Regions from separate parts of the Hordeum vulgare genome. Here all the other regions are linked to region 2. A link is a contact called in public Hi-C data. All regions are on one chromosome and are shown on one strand. The core of a region is the stretch at or near the end of the contact, and the rest is flanking DNA. Distances in the headings are between cores, read along the strand shown. Region 1 holds the start of LOC123407407 (zinc transporter 10-like). Region 2 holds the start of LOC123413593 (heterogeneous nuclear ribonucleoprotein 1-like). Region 3 has its middle 170 kb from the start of LOC123411795.

Region 1 (4,598 bases), core at 1,795-4,294, 280 kb after region 2:
ATGAGGGTCCGGTTGTAGATGCCTAGAGTGTGGTGTATTTCAGAGAATCTACTACCACTAAAAAAGGAAGAGAAGGCACATCCAACTAGACATATTAACCGTGTGATTAGTAATCTAATGGTTGTAAAGGGCACTAAAGAAACAATGTTAATGAAACGGTATTGCAATTAGCGATGTGCGTCCCGAGTCCCGATCCACGTCTCCCGCTGCGCCTCGCTCCAACGGAAACCACCCACTCCGCCCCACCCATTTCTCCCGTGCCCACTCACCCGACCGTAGCCGCCCCTTGCTCGCCCCTCCCCCCCTCCGACGACCCTGCCCACGCTAGCGGCGCGAACATGGCGCGCCACCGCGGTGCCTCCCTGTGTGTTCGCCTTAGGGAAATATGGTGTACCTTTATTTTAGAATAAAGTAGTCTCACCTGAAGGTTCCCTATTTGTTTAGATATAAACTCCAATTACATTCTTCAAATATGGTGTGCAGCTATTTGGAGTGAACATAAATGAGACGTCCGCTCAAGAGCTATATATTTTAGTTGTTCTCTGTATCCCACCATACATCTGAACTATTTTTCATAATTGGCCTGGAATAGGGATAACTGTTAATGACCAAAACATAGAGCAACTCCAATGGGGCGATCCATTTCGTCCGCCGCCGTCCGTTTGGATCCACGCGGACACAAAAGGCGGCCCAACGCGCCGATCCAAACGGGCGCGCGTCCGTTTTTCGTCCGCGGACGACCCATTCCCGGTCCATTTTTGAGCCGGATTTGCGTCGGTGCGGACGCGCGGACGCTCGCCTTCTCCGCCCCCGGGCCCGCTGGTCGGTGGCACATTGGCCTCCCCCATCTAACCCTCGCCCGCCTCCTTCGTCGTCGACGTCGCCGCCCATTTTTGCCGGCGACTCTTCCAACTAGCGGTGCCTCCACACCCGCCCAGCAACGCTGCCCACTCCCACGTCGCCCGCCGCCGGGGATCCGACTGCTTCCCACCCCCGCGCCCCCACCACACCGGCACGCTCGTCGGACGCCGGCCCACTCATCGGCCGCCGGCAGGGTAGCTAGCTGGTCCGTGCGCGCCGCGACTCCCTACGCCGGTCGTCTCCTTCGTCGACGCCCGCAAGCTGTTCGACAGTTTGCCAAGGTAGAAAATGGACTCCGTCGACGACTTCTTTTTTCACAATTTCCTTTGCGACTTCGACGATTCGTCGTCCGATGACGAGGAGGAGATATTGGCTGCCGTGTTGGTCCATCACCACCTCAACAGCCAGATCGTTGTTCCGTGGCTCCATTCCGGGCCACCTTCCGGCGTTGAATCGCAACCGAGAGAGCGGGCATTTCCTTCTTTGGAAGGACTACTTTGATACAACAAACCCGTTGTTCAAATATCAAATATTCCGCCGCCGTTTCCATATGAGTAGGCATCTGTTCAACCGTATTAGAGAGGGGGTCGTCGGCTATGATGACTATTTCTAGTGCAAAGAGGATGCCGTTGGTCGGGGGTGGGTGACGCCTGAGGCTTAGGCGTCACACTGCCTGGGGGTGGGGCCCTCCCTGCCACGTGGTCGGGGGTGTGGCGCCTAACCCCTAGGCGTCACACAGTACAGTGTGGCGCCGAGGTGTCGGGCGCCACACAAAAGGGTCAGGCCGGTGAATTATTTCTCCCGAGGGATCAATCCGTGAGTTCTTTCGTCCCAGGGGTCATTTTTGTTAATTTTGGCCATGTGTTGCCGCTACATTTTCTATTGCTGGAGGCATCGCAAGTTCCAGAGCTGCCACAGTGAAGGGTACAAGTGCTCCAATTACAGCCGGTACTTCCCAGTTCTGAAAAACTATTGCCGAAGATGGAGGTGCCAATGGCTGCAAGCTCTCTAGGCATGTGAGCTCTCTCTCCCTGCCAAATAATTTTGGAATAGTAATCTCTATTTAGGGTCTATAATAAAGCATATAACAAGGTGCGATGTTTGGTTCAACGAATTGAAATTGGTAATTACAACACCTACTATGGACAAATATGTTCAGTCTTAATCCGAGTATAATTCCTTTTGTATTATACAACATTTGTAACCATATTTATTGTTTCTCTTATGTTAGTACTATTTCTTTTATTTCATTATTAATATATTTGTCCCTACGATTATTAATTATTTGCCAATCAATAATACGTGCATTGCACGGGCACACTTAATAGATAAAGCAGATCAATATGTCATCATTGTAATTTGTAAATTATTTCTTCAACCACTAAATAAACTAGATGCGAATGAGTTAATAGTTGGTGATATACTAAATTTACCAACAAACATACTATTGGAGATATTCTGACCCCTTTCTCGATTTTGTCTTGTGTGAATTTAAAGTCAGCATGAGCATCGATCTTTTTGTTTCAGCATTTTATCTTTATTATTGGTTAAAAGCAGAGTGATTGTATTAAAATTTGAGGTGATTAAGTGGGACCGCTTACTCGTATTATACAAGTGGGACCGCCGAGAACTAGCAGAGCCTGAGACTTTGCTGGGAATTCCTGAGAGGCTTCACGTGTAAAAACCGGGCGAGTGTACCTTTCGTCGGAAAGAACTAGTAGAACGCAACACAACTCCTTCCAATAGATTATTGATTTATTGTGTGTGAGATTCGTAGACAATGCATGTAGAGCCAAGGCGGGATCGCAGTTGGCAATCCGGGCGTAGATCATGCCGCCCACAACGACCGTCCGGCGGCACAGGCACGGGCGCGAGCCGCTCGCCATAGTGTCGACACCGTCGTACCTCCACGTCCACTTGCCCGCGTCCACCGTAACAAAATGCCGGCCCACGCGAACCACTGATAACGGCCCCCACGCACGCCACCCCGCAAGCCTGACCGCTCCCCTCCGCGGCGACCCACTGACGACAGGGCCCGCGTGACCCACTGCCCCGCACGCCCTACCGGGCCCATCCGCCGGGGCCCGTGCGATCCCAACCGACGACGGCGGCGGCGTGGGGGGATGACGACACCCTCTCCGTGGTGGTGGTGGCCCCGCGCGCCGATGTGGCGACGCATGTGTCTGCTCCCCCGCCGCATGCAGGCGCGCCGCGCGGTGATAAATTGGTTTTAATTTCATTCCTCGATTCCGATCGAACAATCCGTCGACTGTCGCGTGGAGAGTGGAGACCTGCGGGCGGAGCAGGATCGGATTGTCATTCTATTTCTCCGCGGCTGCCATGGCGTTCATCGAGGTGAGCGCCTTCCTTCCCCCCCTTGTCCGTGGACTGCTGGCTCGCTAGCTTCTTGATTCCCTCGTTGACAAGCACACAGCGCTGAATTGCGAGGCGGAATTCGTTTGCTTTTGGTGATGATCATTCGGTTATTCTGATTCTTGTAATGGCAGGAGATGGAGTCGTACTACGTCCCCTATCTCCGCGCCCACCTACACCAATTCGCAGGTACGAACACAGACATGATGATTAAGGGGCTATTTATGGTTATTTCCTCGCTAAACCCATCATGGGAGCTCGTGATTCTGACGCGGCGGGGCACCGCTTGGTCGTCGGCGATGGCAGCGTCCGTCTCCACGGCGAGCTGCGAGGAGGGGGCGGGCGACGACGAGGAGTGCCGCGACGAGGCGGCCGCGCTCAGGCTCAAGATGGTGGCCGTCGCCGCCATCCTCATCGCCGGCGCGGTCGGCGTCGCCATCCCGCTCGTCGGCCGGAGGCGTCGCCGCGGCAGCGGCGGCGAGGGCGCGTCCTCCGGCGGCGGGACTTTCGTGCTCGCCAAGGCGTTCGCGGCGGGGGTGATCCTCGCCACGGGGTTCGTGCACATGATGCACGACGCGGAGGAGAAGTTCGCGGACCCGTGCCTCCCGGCCACGCCGTGGCGCCGGTTCCCCTTCCCGGGCTTCATCGCCATGCTCGCCGCGCTGGGGACGCTCGTCATGGAGTTCGTCGGCACCCGCTTCTACGAGCGCAGGCACGGCGAGGAGGCCGCCGCCGCCGCGGCCACTGCTGACGACACCACTGCGCTGCTCGAGGACGGCACACTCGCAGGGATTGCTGCCGCCGCGGTGAGCGGAGACGACGAGAAGCAGGACGCCATGCATATCGTGGGCATGCGAGCGCACGCGGCCGCGCACCAGCACAGCCATGCGCATGGACATGACGCGTGCGATGGAGGAGCCGTGTACGACGCCCACGCCCACGCCCACGCCCACGGCCATGGCCACGACCATGGGCATGGGAGCGAGGAGAGGCCGTCCCAAGCTCATCATGTGGTTGTCTCGCAGGTACATGCAATTTAATATTGTTACCAGTTCTTAAGGCAACGAACTTTTAGTTAAACACAAGTCACATCTTTTATGCGTTGAATGAAAAATTCAGAATCGAATAATATTGCAAGTCAATCTCCCAACGAAAAAGCCAGTGATCCAAAGATCAGACAACTTGAAATTCACAAAACCTAGAATTATTAGAGCATCTCCAACAGCAGCAAAAAAATATCGCGTCCAATAAAATTTTTAGGGCGTCATTGTAGCATTTTTAAAACACGGGGACCATAGTATCTCCAACAGACGCTCGCTAGTGGGCGTTCAATCCAGCCCAATCCAGCGACCCCACCGGCAGCA
Region 2 (4,981 bases), core at 623-3,122:
AATCTCTTCTAAGTTCTGGTGGGGTGCAGCTCAAGGGGAAAGGAAGGTGCATTGGATAGCTTGGGATAAAATGTGTTTGTCAAAGAGAGATGGAGGTATGGGGTTCCAAAATTTTGAAGCCTTCAATCAGGCTTTGCTGGCAAAGCAAGCGTGGCGACTTCTTCAATCCCCTTCATCGTTGGGTGCCCGGGTGCTCAAGGCTAGGTACTTCAAGGAGTGCTCGATCGTGAATGCTACATGCCCTAATGGTGCATCGTGCACTTTCAGGAGCATCATTCATGGGAGGGAACTGCTAAGAGAAGGAGTGGTTTGGCGTATTGGTGATGGGGCGGACATTAACATACACCATGAAAATTGGATTCCAAGGGCAGGGAGTTTAAAACCTCTAGGGCAGGTTTTCGTACATGGAATAACTCATGTCAGCGACTTACTAAGTGCCGATGGAACTGCTTGGGACCATGAAAAACTGCAGGCTATGTTCACAGCCGATGATGCATACGATATAAAGCAAATCACCATTGGTGGCCCGGGTAGCAGCGACCATTTAGCATGGAACTTCACCAAGTTGGGCTAGTGCAGCGTACGATCAGCTTATCGTCTCTGTATGACGCAAAAAGGACCAAATTCGGACGGCCGGAGTCCTCATCATCGGTTCATAAACATCAAAGCTGGCTTGCGCTCTGGAATACCAATGCTCCTGGGAAGGTAAAGATCCATATGTGGCGTTTGATAAAAAATGGGTTGGCTGTCGGTGCCGAGCTACACCGGAGGAAAATCAAACCATACATTTTTTGCACGGTCTGTGGCAGAGAAGAAACAAATTTGCATTGCTTCTGAGAGTATCCGCATTCAACCATGTTCTGGAAGGTGTTAAGCTCTGAGAAAGGGGTTCCGGTGGCGATCCCGTAGGTGTCTGAAGGATCCCATGGAGAGCTTGCCTCATGGCTGTTGCAGTGGTTTGCGGAGGCGGGGAGCTCGGAGCAGGAGCTTATGGTACATGCTGTGTATGGGCTATGGCTAGCAAGAAATGATGCTAGGGAAGGGAAAATAATTGTGGATCCTAGAGTGATTGCAGATAATGTATATCAGCACATCACAGAATGGACTGCCATTCATATGAAACAACCAAGGAGTACCAACCCAACACCGGTTGTGAGATGGAATCCGCTAGAGCAAGGGTGGCTCAAGGCAAATTCTGATGGAGCTTTGGCAAAGTTACGAGATCGTGGTGGCAGAGGAGTGGTCCTCCGAGACCATGATGGTGCGTACAGAGGGGGTGCATGCTATGTGTTTCGGGATGTCTCTGATTCCGAGGTGGTCAAGTTACTTGCTTGCCGTAAGGCGGTGCAACTGGCGATCCAATCGGAAGCTACCAGGGTGCATGTTGAAGTCGATAGCAAGGGAGTGGCAGCCATGGTGAACGAGCAGACAAAGAACTTGAGTGCGGCAGGCCCAATAGTTGAAGAAATCAAGCTGCTGGGAAAGACTCTCCAAGGTTTCAAAGTTTCGTGGGTTAGAAGGACAGGAACCAGTGTGCACATTTGTTAGTTCGAGAAGGTGTTACTAAGGAACTTTGCAGGTTTTGGCCTAACGAACCCCATGGCTGCATTCTACATGTAATCTCTGATGAAATCCTGGTTGTGGGAGGTTAAATAAAGTTTGATAATGTTTTTTTTAAAAGAAAGCATCATCGCTGTAATCGACTCGAATCGAATCGAACACGATGCCATTCCGGGAAGCCACGGAAAAGCGAGAGCATAGCCCGGCACTTTTTTAGCGACGGCACGAATCGTGATGCGCCATCCGACGGTCCCAGCCAGCTCGGGCTCACACGGCACCGGGCTAAAATCCCCTCCCGACCGCTCCGCCGCCACCCCCCCTACCGTCCACCGCCCCTCATTCTCTCCACCAACCTCACTCGAGCTCTCGAAGCGGCGCAGCTAGGGTTAGCTCCGGCCACGAACCCCTAAACCCCACCACCCTCCCAACGCCATCGCCTACTCCTACCAGGCAATTCAGCCGCTGCGCCTCGCCGCCCGCTTCGATCCGGAGCTAGGGTTCCGCGGGTCTCCGAGCCCCGTTCGGGCGCCGTGGTGGTCGTGGTCTCTGGCGGTGGTATGGCAGGGTACGAGGAGGAGAACCAGGACGCCATGAACGGCTACGAGGAGGACGAGGAGGTGGAAGAGGAGGTCGAAGAGGAGGTAGAGGAGGAAGAGGAGGAGGAGAGGCCCACCGCCGATGGGGCGCGAGATGGAGGAGGTGGAGGGGAGGTCGTTGGTAGCGGAGAGGCCGGTGGCGTGCAAGGCGGCAGGGACGTGCCTGCCGAGCCCGCCGACGGGTCCGGGTGAGTCCGTTGCGCTTTTAGGTTTTTGGTTTGGTCTGTTGGACTGGATGAAGTTTGGTTAACTCGTTTGGTTTGGTCTGTGCTTCTCTACAGGAAAATTTTCGTTGGGGGTGTAGCCTGGGAGACAACCGAAGGTAGATAAGTAATTCCTGTAGGGTATTGCCAAGGATGGGGACGATTTTAGTTTTTAGACCTGTCATACAAAATGCCCCTGCTGTAAGTGACTTCATTACAAACATCCAAAAAGAGTTAAGAACAAAAAAGTAGTTAGGTGCATTAGATCAACATAAACAAACTTATTTTGCATTTACAAGACAAGAGCACCTCAACGTCATTTCATGGCTAGGCTTGATTGTCTGATGAACCTCATCACATGAAAATACAGTGTACTTCTGGATTGCTTATTTCTTCTGTTGTAAGAAGGTTATACATTGTTTTCAGCCGTATATTTTCAATGGGCAAGAACCAAAATTATAACTTAGTGATTTGTGGGCCAACCTAATCTCAGTGATCTTTTACTTCGCACATTGGTCAAGAAAAAGGGGACACAGAGCAAGAATATATGGCTACACATTTCTTGCTATTCTATCTAAAGCCAGTTTGGTGTCTGTTATTAACGATAAAATTCTCCATTCCTGCATGCCTGGCTAGCTTGCTTAGGTGGAACATGTATTTTCATGAATGGTGCCATCATGAAGAAATTAATTAATCTGAGGGAAACTTGCTTGAAAGTTGTGAGATACTGAGATCGGTTTGCTTAGATATCCCAAAAGCATTGAAATTCTGAACTTTGTGTTACAATGTTCACACAAACCTTTTGTTACATGGAGTGGAGGGAGTATATTTCAGGTCAAAATTTTATGCACATATAAAGAAACGAAAACAATAAACTTGGCTCTAAATAGTACTCCCTCCACTCCATATTGCCCAGCGTTTTAGTGTTTTAGCTCCAGCACGCATGATGATCAGGGCAAAGTGTAGATAAAATTGTGCTAGATGGATGCTTATACCCTCAAAACTCAAGAGTAATCTCTCTCTGTCTCTCTTTCTCCATAGCCTTTGGCCATAACTGGCACTGGTCTCTTTTCCCCTCACATGTCGCTCACTCCTATCCCTCCTGTTTCCCCATGCATGCATGTGTAATTGGCTTCCAGTATGGGAAGGGGTGAAATAGGTAATCCGGTTGCGAGAGAAACACAATATGTTCTGTAGTTAAAAAAAAACCCGAAACCAATTTATGCTATGTATTGAGGAACAGAGGGAGCAAATGAACAGTTTTAGCTACTATTTATAGCCGACCTTTTCCTTTTAGTTTCTCTATATGTATGGATTGAGTGTGGATCTGAGATTTTGTTTCATGTTAGATGCATCTTTTATGAATGCTGTATTAAATTCACAAAATTTTAACGGCTATGAATGATAATATTGGTAATTGACTAATTGTAATTGGGGGGTGTTTGGACTGCTATATGTGCTGACTCCTGTTTAGGAAGCTGAAATTCTTTTGTCAAGTTAAATTAGGAAATTGTGATCCATAACGAGTTGATTTGGGTAGGGTAAAGTTCGGAACGTTGGGGATAGGGGAAAGGTAACTTACTTCCAAGTCAGGATGGGAATGGGCCGACCCGGCCCTGGCCTTGGACCTGGCCCTCATGGCCTCAAGGCCAATTTATGAGGCCGCGGGGCGACCCATTTCTTATAAATGCCCATGGCTTTGCTGGCCTGATGGGTATCTCGGGTCGGCCCTGCTTCCTCGCTGGGCACCCCTTGGAGCTGCTGCAGCGGTAGTAACCCCTCGGGTACGGCGACCCCTTGATGGGCTTCTGCCCGTACTTCCTCCACGCTCACAGGTCCGACGGCACCACCTCGCAGCTCGTGCTATGCCGGCCGCTCGCCCCGGCGTCGTCGTCGTCGTCGGGATGCACACCACCATCTTCGATTGGCTCTTCCTGCACGCACGCACGCAACATCGAGTATGGCATGTTTTGACACGTAGTAGTGCCCATCGGTTCGTGTGGAAGCTAGATCAGACAGGTGAGAATATGTTAACCTTGGCTTCATCGCAGGAGGCACACGAGGGTGATGGACGATCGACATGTGCTGCATGTGCTCGCCTATCTCCAGCGGCGGCTCGACCACCATCTCACCTTCCCTCTCGATGCCCGACCGACGAATCATCCCGGCCAGTGGCACTGGATGCGGCCGTGTATATGTCGTCGCCGGCGGTGAATGCAGCGAGATCACGTGATGATCAGATGAGGGAAGCCTAGTATTGCCGCCCACCATCATGGCCACCATTCCCAGCTGCTCATCGCCATGCCCATGGCTGACGAGCAGACCGCCTCCACCAATTCCTCCTTCCAGCAACAGCGAGCTGTACTCCTCCCCCTCATGTCTGCAGCCGGGGTTGGCAGCTGATGAGGCAGGTGCAGGCTTGCCCTGACGACATCGGAGAGGTCTCCTTGCTCGCCCGGCGACAACCAAAACAGGTCGCACGTGATCGACGGCCGCCGATGTCGATCGGTGTTGATTCACTGGTGCAGGTTATGATCGATCAGCCCGCAAAGCGCAGCGCCGTGATCTACCATGCATGCAGATCATCTATATCTACTCTCAGAGGGAGGAGTCAGCCGATCG
Region 3 (4,487 bases), core at 606-3,105, 470 kb before region 2:
TTTTTAAATCTTGAGAATAAAATTGTGAAACGTAGAAGAATTTTAAATAAACCCGAACAAAGTTGGAAGCACGGACAATCTTTTAAAGCACAATTTTTTTATTGAACCTTGAGAACAATGTTGAAAAATCCTGAACTAATTTGGAAGCACGAACATTTTTTTAAAACAAGAACTTTTTTGAATTGTAATAATAAAATTATGAAAGGGAGAACAATTTTGAAAACCCAAACAAATACAGAAGCGCGAGCAATTTTGAACAATTTTTAAAACAGAGAACAAATTTGAAAGCGTGAACAAATTTATAAAGAAGGAACATTTTTTGAATGTTGAGAATAAATTTTGAAACAGAGAACAATTTTGAAAAATCATGAAGAAATTGGAAGCGTGGATTTTCTTTAAAACAATTTTCAAACATATTGAAATTGGTAACAAATTTTAATATAACGAACATTTTTTTAAAATACTAAATATTTTCAGAAATACCTAACATTGTTGTAAGCAATAAATATATTTGGAAACATAAACTATTTGAAATTTGAAATAATTTTCTAAGAAGCAAAAAAAGAAATTCTAATTTTAAGAACAATTGTCGAACTGTTCTTATTTGAAAGAAATATAAAATAACCTTACAAATAAATAAACAAAAAAAAAGAACAGAAGAAAGGAAAAATAAAATAGAAAATAAGAAACAGAAACAGAAACATAAAAACGAAAAAAGAAGAAAAAAGGGTAAAAAAAACTGATTCAGGGCACCTCCTAGAAGGTTCCCAAAACCGGTGGCTAACCAAACTGGCCGGCCCAAGTATGGTCTGGGGGTGTGCGGAGCGACGGCTATTTGCGGCAAGATGCGGCGAATAGCATTTCCCATATTTGACGCTAAGTGAAAATCAAAATGGGCCGTCATATTACCCACGGGCTTGTTCCAAAAATTAAAACGGCCAATTTCGAATTCCGTCTGATTGGCTTTATAAGTGGGGCATCAATTTGTATATCTTTAATGAAACTATAAAAACATGCATTGTACTATAGTTTATAAAAATATGTATTTAGATTCGTTATCAAATACTCTATAATTTATAATCATATAATTTGTTTAACATGTTATGCCCTTCATCATGTAAAACATCGACAAGAAAAATAGGACGCCCGACGAGTTCTGAAGCGCACATCAGGGCAAGCAGCACTAGTAGTCACTTTAAAAACTGCCAGTGAAGCGCGGATCCGCAAATACGTAGTAGCTTTGAACAAGATCGTCGTCGATCGGAGGATGGAGTAAACAAACCGGCGGATCGTGAGACCTTTGCGGGTGACATGACGGCCACCACCTCCTGTCCAATCACAGGAAGAGAAAGCGCTCGCCGAGATGAAGGAGCCGCCCTCAGTGTCGACGCTCTGGATGGCACGCGGGGCATAGGCATCAGATCCGAACCGAAGACGAGAGACCGAATGACTCGGAAGCTCAGTCGTCGCGCCTATCCCGACGACGTGATGCGCATGTGCAGCAGTGCAGGTGCAGCAACCTCTTTCTCTTTCCCCTCGAACGCACATATTTTCTTGTGCTTGACCCCGGCTAGCACTCTCTTCCGTGAGCAATTCCAATTAAAATCATCTCATTGTTAACCGTGGGAGGCCGGCGTGGTGCGTCTATCGTGGATCCATGCCGTCATGCGAGGACCGTGCATTACGTACGAGTGCAGATAGTGTATGCGTTCACTGAGCTTTTCTTCTTCCAAGGAATAAGAATTGGTGGAGTGGGGAGGGTTTTAGCCGGTGAGTGTGTAAGCAGCGCACGTAGCTATCCCAGGGGAGGGGCTCCAACCATAAGCTGACAAGCACCGCCACTAGGGCCAACCGTTCCTCGCACGCACTTCGCACTGCCCTGAGGCCCCGGAAAAGGAGACGGTGACGCGACTGAGAACCTACTACCACCAGTGGCACGTACGTATAGCAATGGAATTCTTGCATGCATCGCCATCAGCCTTGCTTGATTTCTTCACGCATGACGGTGAATCTGCCGTGTCTACCGGGGCGGGCGGGCGGGCGGGCGGGCAGGCAGGCAGGCTCCCACCGTTTCTGTCAAATTATCCTGACGATTCATCACTTGGAGAAAAAGAGCAATAGTTGAACCCTAGCTGACAATTATAGGACATTGAACGGGAACGGGAAGGATATAGCGTGCAACTACGCGAATAAATGGAAAAACAAAGAATACACGGGAAAGAGCAACTCCAACATCTAAACAGACGTGTTTTTCCGTCTTTTATCTACTAGCAAAAGGGCTCATGCGTTGCAACGGAAGAAAGAAATACCACACGACACACGCTCTTAATTTATAAAAAATGTCTATAATTTGAGAATTTATAGTTACGATACAAATAAAGATGGTCTTATCCTACAAAAATGCAGTTCAAAATTTCACAGGTCTTCTATTTTAACACAGCTTGCATGTAGATTTAATACGTACAAAGAATCAGTCAAGTGACCTTCAGTTTCATCTCTAATCATGATTTTGTTGACGTGTTCATCCCCAACCCGGATGAGTACTGGTATGAAAGAAAGACGAATAATGACTTATTTATTAAGATTGCACCCTAGATAGTATTTTTATTAAATGTTTAACAGATAAAATAATATCATATTTAAATTCTACATATTTTTCTAATCAAATTCCATGTATAATATGTTAAATTTGGAGTTACGGTTTAAAAGATATGAGTATTTAAAAATATATTTAATATATACTACGAGTTTAATGTCATAAACAGTAAGGGCTTTTTTGTAAAATCACCTCGGTGGGTTTTCCGACGGAAGCGATAACCTCTTTATTATTAGGTAAAGATATCATTGTCCGTCTTTTTGTTTAGATCTGCCCCGTCGTTCCATGGATGACCAACACATTTTCTCCGCGTCCAGAAATAATAATAATAAAGATGTGACCAAAAAAGAAATAAACATTAAGCAGCCGGTCAAAGTCCATTTAAGCATTAATAAAACATAAAAAAACTAAAAGCCCGCCCGCATGCTGCTCTAGGCCTTGCCGTCATCATTGTCGCATTCCTTGCAGCCATCATCGCCGGTGAGGTATACGAAGGTTGGCGGCGGTCCAACCCATGGGAATGCGCTCTCCCACGTCGCTAGCGCCTCCTCCCGTGTCTGTTTCGGCGGTGGCATTGTAGTGTGGTGGGCGCACCCCTTCTCCTGCTCGCGGCACACGTCCTCTAGGTCGCGCTCGATCTGCTCCTGGCGCTCGTCGTCGGCCCGCTCCTCCGCCAACAAATGTTGCCTCTAACGCTTGAGGTGGATCGGATCCTCCTCTGGCGGAGTGCCCATGTAGACGGCAGGCGCGCTCACCCACTCGGGAACAAAGTTTTGTTCCACCCCTACCTTTCCTCGGGTCACGTTGGCGCCGTGGGGTGCGCGGGGGCGTGGACGTGCGCTCGGGCTCGGCCTTGGGCTCGAGGAAAAGTGGCGACGGTGGCGATGGCGTTGGGTAGAGCGAGGCGTAGACGGAGTCCCCCTCCGCGACAACGCGAGGGCCTCCTCCAGGGCTTCCGACCCAACGCTTGTCCTCGTCACGGCTGCTCTCCTCGAGGGCCTATTGCGTCGCCGCCTCCAGAGCAGCCATGTAGGTCGTATCCTCCTCCTCCTTTGGCTTGACCTCTGGGGTGGCGACACATAGACACGATCGAGCTGCACACTGCCACTTGGTGCGGCGTCGTGCTTCATCGCTAACCAGGCCTCCCACTTGGGGCAGTCTCACGCGTAGGCAGGGAGACGCCACTGCTCCAGCGTAAGGAGGGCGCGACACCGGCGTACCTCGTCTGTGTGCGCTCGCAGCAACCGCGACAACACCGTCACGGGGATGCGGTGCGGGTCCAGATGCCAGTCGTGGGGCAGGTTGACATCCGGATACGACAACGACTAGCGATACTCCTAGTGCTAGTGCGCTTGGTGCACGAGCATGTATAACTGCTCCCATGGCCCGCAGCGTGGAGGAGCTAGTGGCGGCGATGATAGCGCGCAGGAAGAGCTGGCACCGGGGTGAGCTTCCCCTTGCGCTTTCAAAAGAAACCCATGGCTAGGGTGGCTAGGTTTTTGGTGTCGCAGCAAGGGAGCGAGTTTGACCATATGTGGACGGAGAGAGGAAGTGGATGAGGCCGGACCCCGCCGCATGCTTGCATTAAAAAAGGACGGCGAGCCGATACTTTCACCCATTGCCAAGCGAGCCCAAGGTAGGTGGCCGCGTATAATATGACTGGAGGTGGTGGTTGGGCGGCCGACTGACAGGCCCACAATGGACATCGAGCATACGGGTGACGCATCCATCTCATGTCCGCGTGGACACAAACTGGGTGCAAATTTTGGCCCAAAATGCGCCCAGACAGACACCGAGCAAATATTTTTTGGGTTTGGGTCGATGCGTTCTCCGGGCCGAGGCATCAAATTTCAGGTTTTGACACATGCGTGTCTAATAAAGGAGATTTTTT

The links. Hi-C and Micro-C count contacts between places; a contact is called where the count stands out from the background.
Region 1: a Hi-C map of seedling shows a contact between it and region 2, with 3 times the contacts expected there. The contact joins the promoter of LOC123407407 here to the promoter of LOC123413593 in region 2. A contact is called at or near these places in 3 of 6 Hi-C or Micro-C datasets (leaf and seedling) and 1 of 1 datasets of contacts at active chromatin or transcription factors (embryo).
Region 3: a contact with region 2 is called in a Hi-C map of seedling, with 5 times the contacts expected there. The contact joins the enhancer-like site here to the promoter of LOC123413593 in region 2. A contact is called at or near these places in 3 of 6 Hi-C or Micro-C datasets (leaf and seedling).

The regions. Positions count from the first base shown.
Region 1 is chr7H:507,844,323-507,848,920 of MorexV3_pseudomolecules_assembly, reverse strand. LOC123407407 (zinc transporter 10-like) reads left to right here and starts at 3,044. Exons shown (of 6, transcript XR_006612596.1): 1 at 3,044-3,216; 2 at 3,369-3,423; 3 at 3,541-4,259.
Region 2 is chr7H:508,124,144-508,129,124 of MorexV3_pseudomolecules_assembly, reverse strand. LOC123413593 (heterogeneous nuclear ribonucleoprotein 1-like) reads left to right here and starts at 1,872. Exons shown (of 6, transcript XM_045106529.1): 1 at 1,872-2,344; 2 at 2,438-2,478. The coding sequence starts at 2,118.
Region 3 is chr7H:508,595,544-508,600,030 of MorexV3_pseudomolecules_assembly, reverse strand. No RefSeq gene overlaps it. Among protein-coding and RNA genes, the nearest start is that of LOC123411795, 170 kb to the right of the region's middle. Within about 2 kb of position 1,855, at least 3 of the 3 cell types and tissues checked have open chromatin away from gene starts, as enhancers often do. A contact at or near this core is called in leaf and seedling, where this site is marked.